Regions from separate parts of the Gossypium arboreum genome. Here region 1 is linked to region 2. Evidence: chromatin contacts called from public Hi-C data. All regions are on one chromosome and are shown on one strand. Each heading gives the region's core, a stretch centred on a gene start, on an enhancer-like site or on the middle of the called end of the contact. The rest is flanking DNA. Distances are from core to core; before and after follow the strand shown. Region 1 overlaps LOC108470242. Region 2 overlaps LOC108467595 (probable transcription factor KAN2).

Region 1 (4,532 bases), core at 549-3,048, 280 kb after region 2:
GGAACTAATATCTTCCTCCATGGAATTTACAAGCCATGTCATAATCATGGAATTTTCAGTGTCTTAAAGAGTATAAGAGGGGTCCTCATTTACTAGTCCTTTCTTATCTCTTGTTAGGTAGCCAATCTTTCCTCGCATTCGAATATACATTCAAACGAACTGAGACCAATGCAAAAAATTATCACCATTTAATTTGATATTGATGATTTGAATAGAATGCGATTCAGAGTTGGAAACATGATTTCTAGTAGATTTTGAGTAGGCAGATGAGAAAGTAGAGTTTGATGAAGTTTCTGACATGACTAAGGGCTGCTAAAAATATTTTTTAGGGTTTCTATGGGAGCTAGGAAAAAGTTTTCAGCACTGATACCAAATAGAAACTAGATGGGAAATAAAAAAAGAATGTTATTTCTTATATCTTTACAATTGTGATACAACACTTATATATAGGTAATAGCAGCCCAACAAGAGTAATTTAATCATTTCCTAATCTATACAAGTTAATTATTCTATAGTTACAATAATCTTATAGCTAGCATATATTAAATTAATCTACTTTCCTTTTTAACATGTTTATTGCTATAAATATCACAAATCGGGTTGGTTTTCAAAATTTTTATTTTTTGCTATATAAAAAAACCATTTTCGAACTAGATTTTTTCCAACAATCTTGTCATAGGCTTTGCTAATATCTCTTTTCATCGCAACCTTGCCCATCTTACCCCGACTTTTAGACTTCATATGATGGATGAGTTCAAAAGCCACTTACACATTATCGATAACCAACCTACTAGGAACAAAAGCCAATTGCATTAGGGAGATGAGTTTAGCCAGAATGATCTTCAACCGATTAGCAATAAATTTTGCGATGATTTTGTACAACACGTTGCACAAAGCAATAAGGTGAAAATCTTGACTCCGAGTCAGATTATCCTTCTTTGGAATTACAATAATTAAAATGTCGTTAAGGGATTCCGGCAAAAATCCTTACTCCAACCACTAATAGCAGTATGTGAGTATATTATTTCCAATAATAGGCAAACAATGTTGGAAAAATGTTAGGTTCATTCCATTCGGGCTCGGAGCCTTATCAAGGTGCATGCTAAAAATTAAATTCATTAGCCGAAAAAAGAGCTAACAAGAAAGCGTTATCCACATCAACCACAGAACATGGAAGCAACGACTGAGTCAACTCGGGAGAAGACAGATTCAGACGATGCTCGATTGACGACAGCTGGGGTAAGTTAATGGCCATCAAATGGATGGGATGGGTCATAACCCAAATCTAGAAAATAATATAATATTTTATTTTGGTTAATAATAGTATTGGGTAAATTATATTTTAATCCTTTGAAGTGGTATGTAACACTCATAAGTGGTAAATTATGCCACGTAACATCCAATGATTGGTCCACTTATAAAAAAAACATGTCAAATTTTTATTAGAGTTTTTAATAGAAGCGACAAAAATGAATGACTTATGTAACGTGAGTATATAAATTGTGAACTTTTTTATTTTCGATAACTAAAATGAGAAAATTTAATAGTTGAATGACAATCTTAGTAGTTTTTCCTTTTTTTTTAACTATCATCATGGTCTTTCTCTTTGACATCTGTTTTTGGCAAATAACCCAAAGCCAATCCTTCTTTTGGCTGATAACCCTTGCTTGTCAATGAACGGTCGTGTCTTTGCTCTCTAAAGGCCCCGTCCCTTTTTGTCTCCGGCCACCTCTATGGTGGCATGTGAGTCCCTTGGATGTTTTTTTACTACTTTCTTCCCTCCTATCTGTGAAGTTTTGGGTCAGCCTGTTTCGACGTTGTTTAGCTAGAGTTTCCATTGATTTTGAGTTTTGAAGGTTGTTAGTATCATCTCACCAGTGTTGCTTTGGTGATCGTTCATGGCCAACTGATTGGAGGGTCTTTTCGGCTTTGTCTCCTGCAACGTCTGGCTTGTAATCGGTGCCGACAATCTCCGGTGTCCATGGTTTTCTCGGGCTTCACTCTGTTTCGTCCTCTTTCTAGAGGTAAACTCACTTTCAAAGCCAGAACGGCTTCCATCTAGCGGTTTCCCGATCTCCCCCCCGCCCCCCTCTCTTTCTGATGGCTTAGTCACTAGGCCTAGCCTTTGGGCCTGGACATTTGTATCTTTTGGGCTTTAGGCCCTTTCTTGCTGTACTGGTTTTTATGAAATCTTTCTTTTGAAAAAAGAAAAAAATCCAAACGCATCATTCAGAATTATGTTACAAAGCACAGTAGGAGAAGGCACATCTCAGTTATTACCTGGGCCAGATAAGGCAGCCCAGTTAAGCCAACCACGTTGGATTTTCTATTATTACAACTTGAGCTTAACAAAATATTTCCTACAACAAAGCTCAGCTAACTGTCTTCCATCCTTCTCAGTATCAGTTTCTACGATTACCACTACCTTTTTGCAATTGTAGCCTTTTGCCAATCCAGCTTCAATCATCAATCTCCCATGCCACTCATACATTCTGTATACAATTGTTGATTTAATGTTGTCTTTAAAAGTAGGCAATGACAAGCACCAGATACAATAGCTAAATTTGCACATGCTTTTGTAAAAGATTCCAAGCTCCATAATAGATGATTCTGCTTGATTATTATATATGAGTGAACTTTTGAACAACTTTACAACAGCTCAACTTGCGTTTAGTCACATTTTGAAGGATCAGATCAAGTGATGTATGGTGGATGTTGAAATACTAGAGAGCTTATGACAACTAGTCTAATGTGTAGAACTGATTCACACTTTCACTTTTGCTGCTGCTTCTTTGATTTGTTCAATGGTGAAAACGCCGAAGAAGTCATCATCTCTTACAGCATTGACGACTGCATAAGCAACGTCATCTACGCTAACTGGTGGAACCAAGATCAGATCAGATGCTGGAATAGCATTTAAAGGCTTGGTAAAGTTCTCCACAGCACTAAGAATTCTTTCCAGTGGTTCCCCAACCAGATCAAGTGGAAGCTCAAAACCATCCACTCGTCTCTTTCCATATATAAACCCTGGTCTTAGGACAACACCTGAACTCCAAAACCAAAAAAAGAAAACAGTTGGACACTCAATAAAGGACTAAGGCAGAAAAAAACAGAGCGTTAATAGTACAATTAACTTAAAAACGTGGCATTAGATACATGATGCTCATGCAGGCGCGAGTTGTAGAAGAGTAAGATCCTTCTAAAGTTGAACATGTATTGATGATAACTCTTCTTCAGGAATTCTCATTTAGACGCTACCAAGTTCCCTAGCCTCCCCCTTTTCCCTTTCCTTCGAAGTCTTAGGGCTAGCTTCAAATCAGGTGTGTGCATTAACATTCTTAAATTTTAAGACTGCTTGTTCATCCTGAAGTCACTTTTGACATTACCAGCTAATTGTTTACTACTTTGCTATTAGTTTTATGTAATTAGTCAGGCATTTAGAAAATCGTATATAGTAAGTGAGAAAGAACCAATAAGCTTAGTCATTAAAAATTACCCGAGTTTGGATATTTGGATAGTACTTCTGATTCAGCTTTCCTCTTTCCTGTGAAGTATCCAGACGATAGTAAAAATGATGGTAGGTTGTAGTCATGCACTGAGATTAAGATAAACTTTGGAATCCCTGCAAGGAAAAACATAAAAATTACAGAGGATATGCTCTCTACCACAAATTTAACTTAAGTAATTAGATATATAAGTTATCACAGGCAATTCTTACCAAAATCCTTTGCAGCATTTACAGCCACAACATTAGCCTCGCCATTAATTCTTTTCATCTGCTCCTCACTGCCAAAACCTCCAAGCGTTGAAACCACAGCTGTAGCCCCAACAAGTACTTCATCCCAGTTTGCATAGAAAACATCTCCTGTAAAACAGCAAGCTAAATTGTTAAACTGCATTCATGGAAAATACTGACAAGTGACAACTGAACTAAGACTAAAATGAATAGAGTAACAAAGATTCTACATAAACCCAAACCCAAGTAAGGTCTTGTTGGTCAACAATGGTCTACTCAAAGGATAGTAGGAGTGTAGGACAGATGCAAAATGTAAGCAGCAACAATAAGAGATATGTAGCTCTCTTACAGCACTTGAAAGATGAGACCAATATAGAAATGTTGATTCTCGAACTTCTATAAGAGAACTAATCATATACAATCATGTCATCCTTGCAATATAATTAGCTATCCACACCAAATGGAAGAGAGTTCCAAAAGCAAATTCAGGACCCTAACGTTCAATGTTATACTATAGGAGATTCTGCATTACAACTTGAATAGATATTGTAAGATGATAAAAAGTATTCAAGGGAAGCTAAACATGCCTGGTACCCAATTAACCTGATCCACCCATGAGCCCGAGTAAGTAGGACGCCCTGACCTGATATAACAATCGAAATTTAGGCTTTCAAACATCTTATAATAAATAATTTTTCAAAAGCTTATAAATAACACTAAGCTCTTAATCACACAGAAAAGGCAACATAAGGAAGTTAAAGAAGTTGAGATAATCTTTGACACCTGCTTAGGCTTA
Region 2 (4,706 bases), core at 1,747-4,246:
TAAAAAAAAAAGGAAAAGGAAAGCACCCACTGATGGCCTTATCATTCCAAGACTTGAGAGAATCCAAATTCCCAAATGACAAATCCGCCTAAAAAATGGAGATATCTCTTTCCTTAGGATTTTGTGGGCTCGGATATAAGGCTAATAAATGGGTCCTACAAATGGAAAACTTAGTCTCAAAGCTAAACTCACTGGTGGCCCCATTAGTGGAAATATTTATTGTATATTGGTATTAAAGGTATGCCTTTGAACCTTCTTTGTGGTCTGTTGTTGTTATGGGTAATGGGCAATCACATGGCTTTCACTTTATTTCAATCAGCATAAAATGTAAAGTGTGTGTGTGAGCAACAACTATAAACGAGACAGTAAAAGATAGATTTCTTTTCTCAGTTTGCTTTTTCTTCTGCATGCATGCATGGCCTCCACTGATAGCAAATATTCTCTCTTTGTGTTGGTTTCTAACAGGGAAGCTTGGCTGCATGGCAAACCTAATGATTCTCCTCTAAACTTACCATCTCTCCAGGTTCTAATTTCTAACCTTTTATTTCCCCAAATAACCTCCTCTTTCCAACTTTTTTCCTGCATTCTAATAATGCTAATATATATATATATATATATATATTTATATAAACACCAATATAAAATGAAAAAGGTATACCAAAAAGGTGGACCCAATTTTTTTCCTTCTTCTTTCATGGAGGCATGCACATTTCTAATTTGCATCATTTCCTGGTTTGATTTTTGAAAACGTTGATTCTGAATCCTTGTTTTTCAATGTTCTTAAACAGAAAGCAAAGCCCCAACTCAAGGTGGCTTTTAGTCTTTTTTGTTTTTTTTTTTTAATGAAAAGGAAAGAAAAAGAGCCGGGGTAGGTGTGGGTGTGTGTGTGTGTGTGTTGGGGGGGGGTTATGATTGTTAAAAGTTCCTTTTTTGGTTCTTTGAAGAACCCTCCCTAGCTCAGGCCTCATCATCAAATTTACTTAACATGCATTTATCATAAACCCAATCCTCTTGACCCATATCAAGCTCATTGGTTTGACCTTGAAACATGCATGGTTGTAGATGGGGTCAAATTATGACTAATGCACCAGGAGAGATAATTGTAATGCTAAAGAATAGTGTCGGGAGTGGCACACAGGAGAGGAGCTGTACCAGGCTTAGTACGCTAGGCTATACTGTTCAAAATGAATGCTAATGCATAAAAACTAGTAGCGGCTAGTAATTCATTGCTTTTGATGATTTGCTTTATTATTTATTTTATTTAATTTTGAGTGCAGAAGGATATGGATCCAAAGTGCTTAAGCTATGAGAGAATATCAGATGTAAGCTCATCAAGCCTTTCAGAGACATGCTCCAAGAAGCCTAATTTGGAGTTCACATTGGGGGTTCCACATTGATATAGATATAAATGATTTTATATATTAGGATGTGTACTGCTCATTTTGAAATGATCATATATATCTCTGACTCCGAAGAGAGGAGAAGGGGGAGTTGGTGAAGAGAATCAGGTACCCTCTCATATTATATATATATATATATATTAAAAAGAATATCAGATTATGAAAAGAAAAAGAGAGCAACTAAAGACAGACAAAGAGACAAGAAAGACAGAGCAACAAAAGGAGAGAGGGGGATGGCAAAAGAAAAGCACACGTCCTTCCTATCAAAGCAGCCTTGAGAGATCCATATCAAAATATTATATTCCTACGTAAATATGAAATCTAATTGATTTTGTATGTTTTGCACTTAGTGACAGAGAGAGAGGGAGAGAGAGAGCGAGAGCGAGAGAGAGAGAGAAGAAAGATGAAAAAGATAGAGAGAAAAAAGAGAGGGAGAGAGTGACCCCTTTTAACTATCTTAAAAGTATGAACTATATTTGAAGTGATCCTTGGTAATTGTAATGGAGCACTTTACATTTCTAATATAATTTTTAGCTTATTTTTACCAAAGCCTCAGTATGGGGTTTATTTGGCCTCTCTTTTCTTTTTTTAAAAGCAATTTTACATGCTTTACACTTTGTAAACAAAGGGGAAAAAAGCATTAAAAAGTCTTTCAAGTATAATATATGATCTCAGAAGTAATGATAGTATTTACCTTCAAATTTGTTGGGTAAAATACAATAAAGAAAGAGGAAATGAAAAGGGTAAGTTTTGACGCCTTTTCTCCAAAAATCACATATATCAAAGTTTATATAGAAAGGTATAGTCAAAAGCAAAAGCAAAATAAAAAATAAAAACTAAATAAAGAAACCCTTCAATTTCGAATTAGTCGTTTTGGTTCCTGTGGAAAGTATAGTACATGTTTCTATATATTTTATCTTTTTATTAAAAATGGATAAATTAGTCTATATATATTAAATTTAAAAATAAATTAGTCATTTATGTTTAAAAATTCATTCATTTGTATTATTAAAAGTTAATTTAGCTGACAGAATAATTAGATAGTGACACATGATGTGCTATGTTAATATATGGGGGCAAGCTTTAACAATAAAAATGAATGAAAATTTTTAACAAAAGGATCAATTTGCTTATTGATTTAATGTATAGTGATTAATTTGCCTATTTTTTTAGTAGAGAAGTCAAAATGTAATCGAACTTTTAATACATGGGCTTTTATAGTACTTTTGCCTTATCATATACCTAAACATTGGGAATTTGATGTTTATCTACCCTAAAACTTTTGAAATGAAATTACGTTTTGAAATGAATTTGTATATCAGATAATGACGAAATTCTACTCCTTTGATAGCTGAATAAAGAACAATGTTCATCGTAATCCTCGTTGTTTGTCATTGGCACTTTAAATTAAGAAAGGGAAAAAAGCCATAGACTTTGATGTTTAGCTTTTCAAAAAGATGATTGAATGTCTAATTGCCGAGAGGAAGCTTCCCTGAAAGTGGTACCTACAAATTCCTCCCAATGGAGAATTATTGCTTTTTATTCCACATTTTTAGCTAGGGTTTTGGAATTTTCACCCGTCTTGTTCCACCAATTAGATATTCCTCTATGTTTTGCATGGAGAATTTTATTAATCCTTTTTATATCTTCAAACATAGACCCAAATTTCCTTTTAGAAAAGAAAAAATAGATAGACTAGACGATCAAAAATTGAATATTTTTCCTTGTAGAATTAAATTTCGAAAATATGAAGATGACACTTGTGTTTTGAGAAATGTAAAAAATTCGTATAACAATTATTGGGTTTATTTTTTAAAAAAAGAGTTGAAAAACTCCTTTAATCACCAAAATAGAAGAGAATGATTGGAAAAGAGGGTAGAAAAAAAAAGTAATATATATATAGAGAAGATAGGGAATTTAAGACAACAACATCTGATCTAAGATAGTCTTTTTGTACAGAAAGATTCCTACCAAAAAAATTTGTTCTCTAGTCAGATGTTTCCTTCTATAAAGCACAAAATTTCATGCCTTTGGTTTCATACCATTAGGCTTCAATAATTTTCAATTTGTGAACAAAAGGCTCATGTTCTAATGTTAGCTTTACCAAGTTATTATAATAACCATGGATAGCGCGCGCGCACAAAAAAAAAAAAAAAAAAGTCCAAAAATTTGTTGTTGGGTCGCAATCGTGGATCCCGCAACTTCGAAAAGACTAAAGTGCCTCTACGATTAAGGAAGACATGATGAAACTAGTTTCTTTATCAAGTTAATTTTGTGGTGAATAATTAAGGAGTTTTGTGTCATTTTATGTGTTTGCTTTGCCTCTTATACCAATTGGTCCACTATTGTTGCTAGCAATCTTGGGTCTCCTCCGAGATTTGGCAATCCCATAACAAGTAAAGGATACAAGTATGGCAGCTTGAGATATGCAGGATAAGTGCAAGACAAAGTGATATTAAATTGGGAACCATAGTGGGGTTTTTTTGTAAGTTAAATCCACATGGACTTTCATGAGAATATATATATATATATATATATATATATATATATATAATAGGATGGTCCAAAATCTAGAATTGTACAATAATGTCATGCTTTTCTTTCAACCATTATTCCTTTACTAAAACCACGGCTTTCACTTAGCAAGGAAAGGTAACATTATGTTAAATTAAGCAACACTTTTAGAGTTAACATTAGTTGGATTTATTTAATTAAAGCATCTACTAAATAGGGTAACTTCTAAATCTAACTCTTTGTAGCTTTAGTGGAAAACTTTCAACTCAGGGTTGTTTTATTGTCAAATAGCTAAGCCTTTTGTTAGATATTGCATGTAATGTTACAACTTTTCTGTATGAGGTAAAAAGGAAAGAAAATGGACAGTGGGTAAGTCATAAAATCCTTTGGAAAAAATGGAATCATCCTTTTAACCCCACCAAGTTAAATTTTTAAAATAAGAAATGAAATTGGGTCTTAGATCCAAATTTATTTTGGCTTTTAAAATTTTTAGACCCTCTAATACTCGCTTTGCTGAGGTTTTACACAAAGGTGGGGGGGCTTTGGGTTAAAGCTTACAGGTCCCAGTGACACACGAGAGAGACACTTGCATGTTCTCTGCTTTTGAAACCCATATATGTAGCGGCAAGATGTTAATGGAACAGACAGATTACCAAATCAATTTTTAAAGGTAATTATTAATTGCTCCCACCAAAAAAATAAAAAATAAAAATAAAAGACCGAGTATATAAGAATAAAGAGACATAATGGGAATTAACTTTAAGCAGACAACCCATCAGAATCAAATATAAA

Evidence for each region. Hi-C and Micro-C count contacts between places; a contact is called where the count stands out from the background.
Region 1: a Hi-C map of leaf shows a contact between it and region 2, with 2.1 times the contacts expected there. The contact joins two enhancer-like sites. A contact is called at or near these places in 2 of 5 Hi-C or Micro-C datasets (both in leaf).

What each region holds. Positions count from the first base shown.
Region 1 is chr8:16,928,478-16,933,009 of ASM2569848v2, forward strand. It overlaps LOC108470242, which reads right to left. Exons shown (of 7, transcript XM_017771528.2): 3 at 4,520-4,532; 4 at 4,324-4,379; 5 at 3,719-3,865; 6 at 3,497-3,622; 7 at 2,193-3,045. The coding sequence ends at 2,765. Among protein-coding and RNA genes, the nearest start is that of LOC108470242, 3.3 kb to the right of the region's middle. Within about 2 kb of position 1,799, at least 2 of the 2 cell types and tissues checked have an H3K27ac peak or open chromatin away from gene starts, as enhancers often do. A contact at or near this core is called in leaf, where this site is marked.
Region 2 is chr8:16,651,150-16,655,855 of ASM2569848v2, forward strand. LOC108467595 (probable transcription factor KAN2) reads left to right here. Exons shown (of 6, transcript XM_053018067.1): 5 at 466-523; 6 at 1,281-1,949. The coding sequence ends at 1,397. Among protein-coding and RNA genes, the nearest start is that of LOC108467595, 6.0 kb to the left of the region's middle. Within about 2 kb of position 2,997, at least 2 of the 2 cell types and tissues checked have an H3K27ac peak or open chromatin away from gene starts, as enhancers often do. A contact at or near this core is called in leaf, where this site is marked.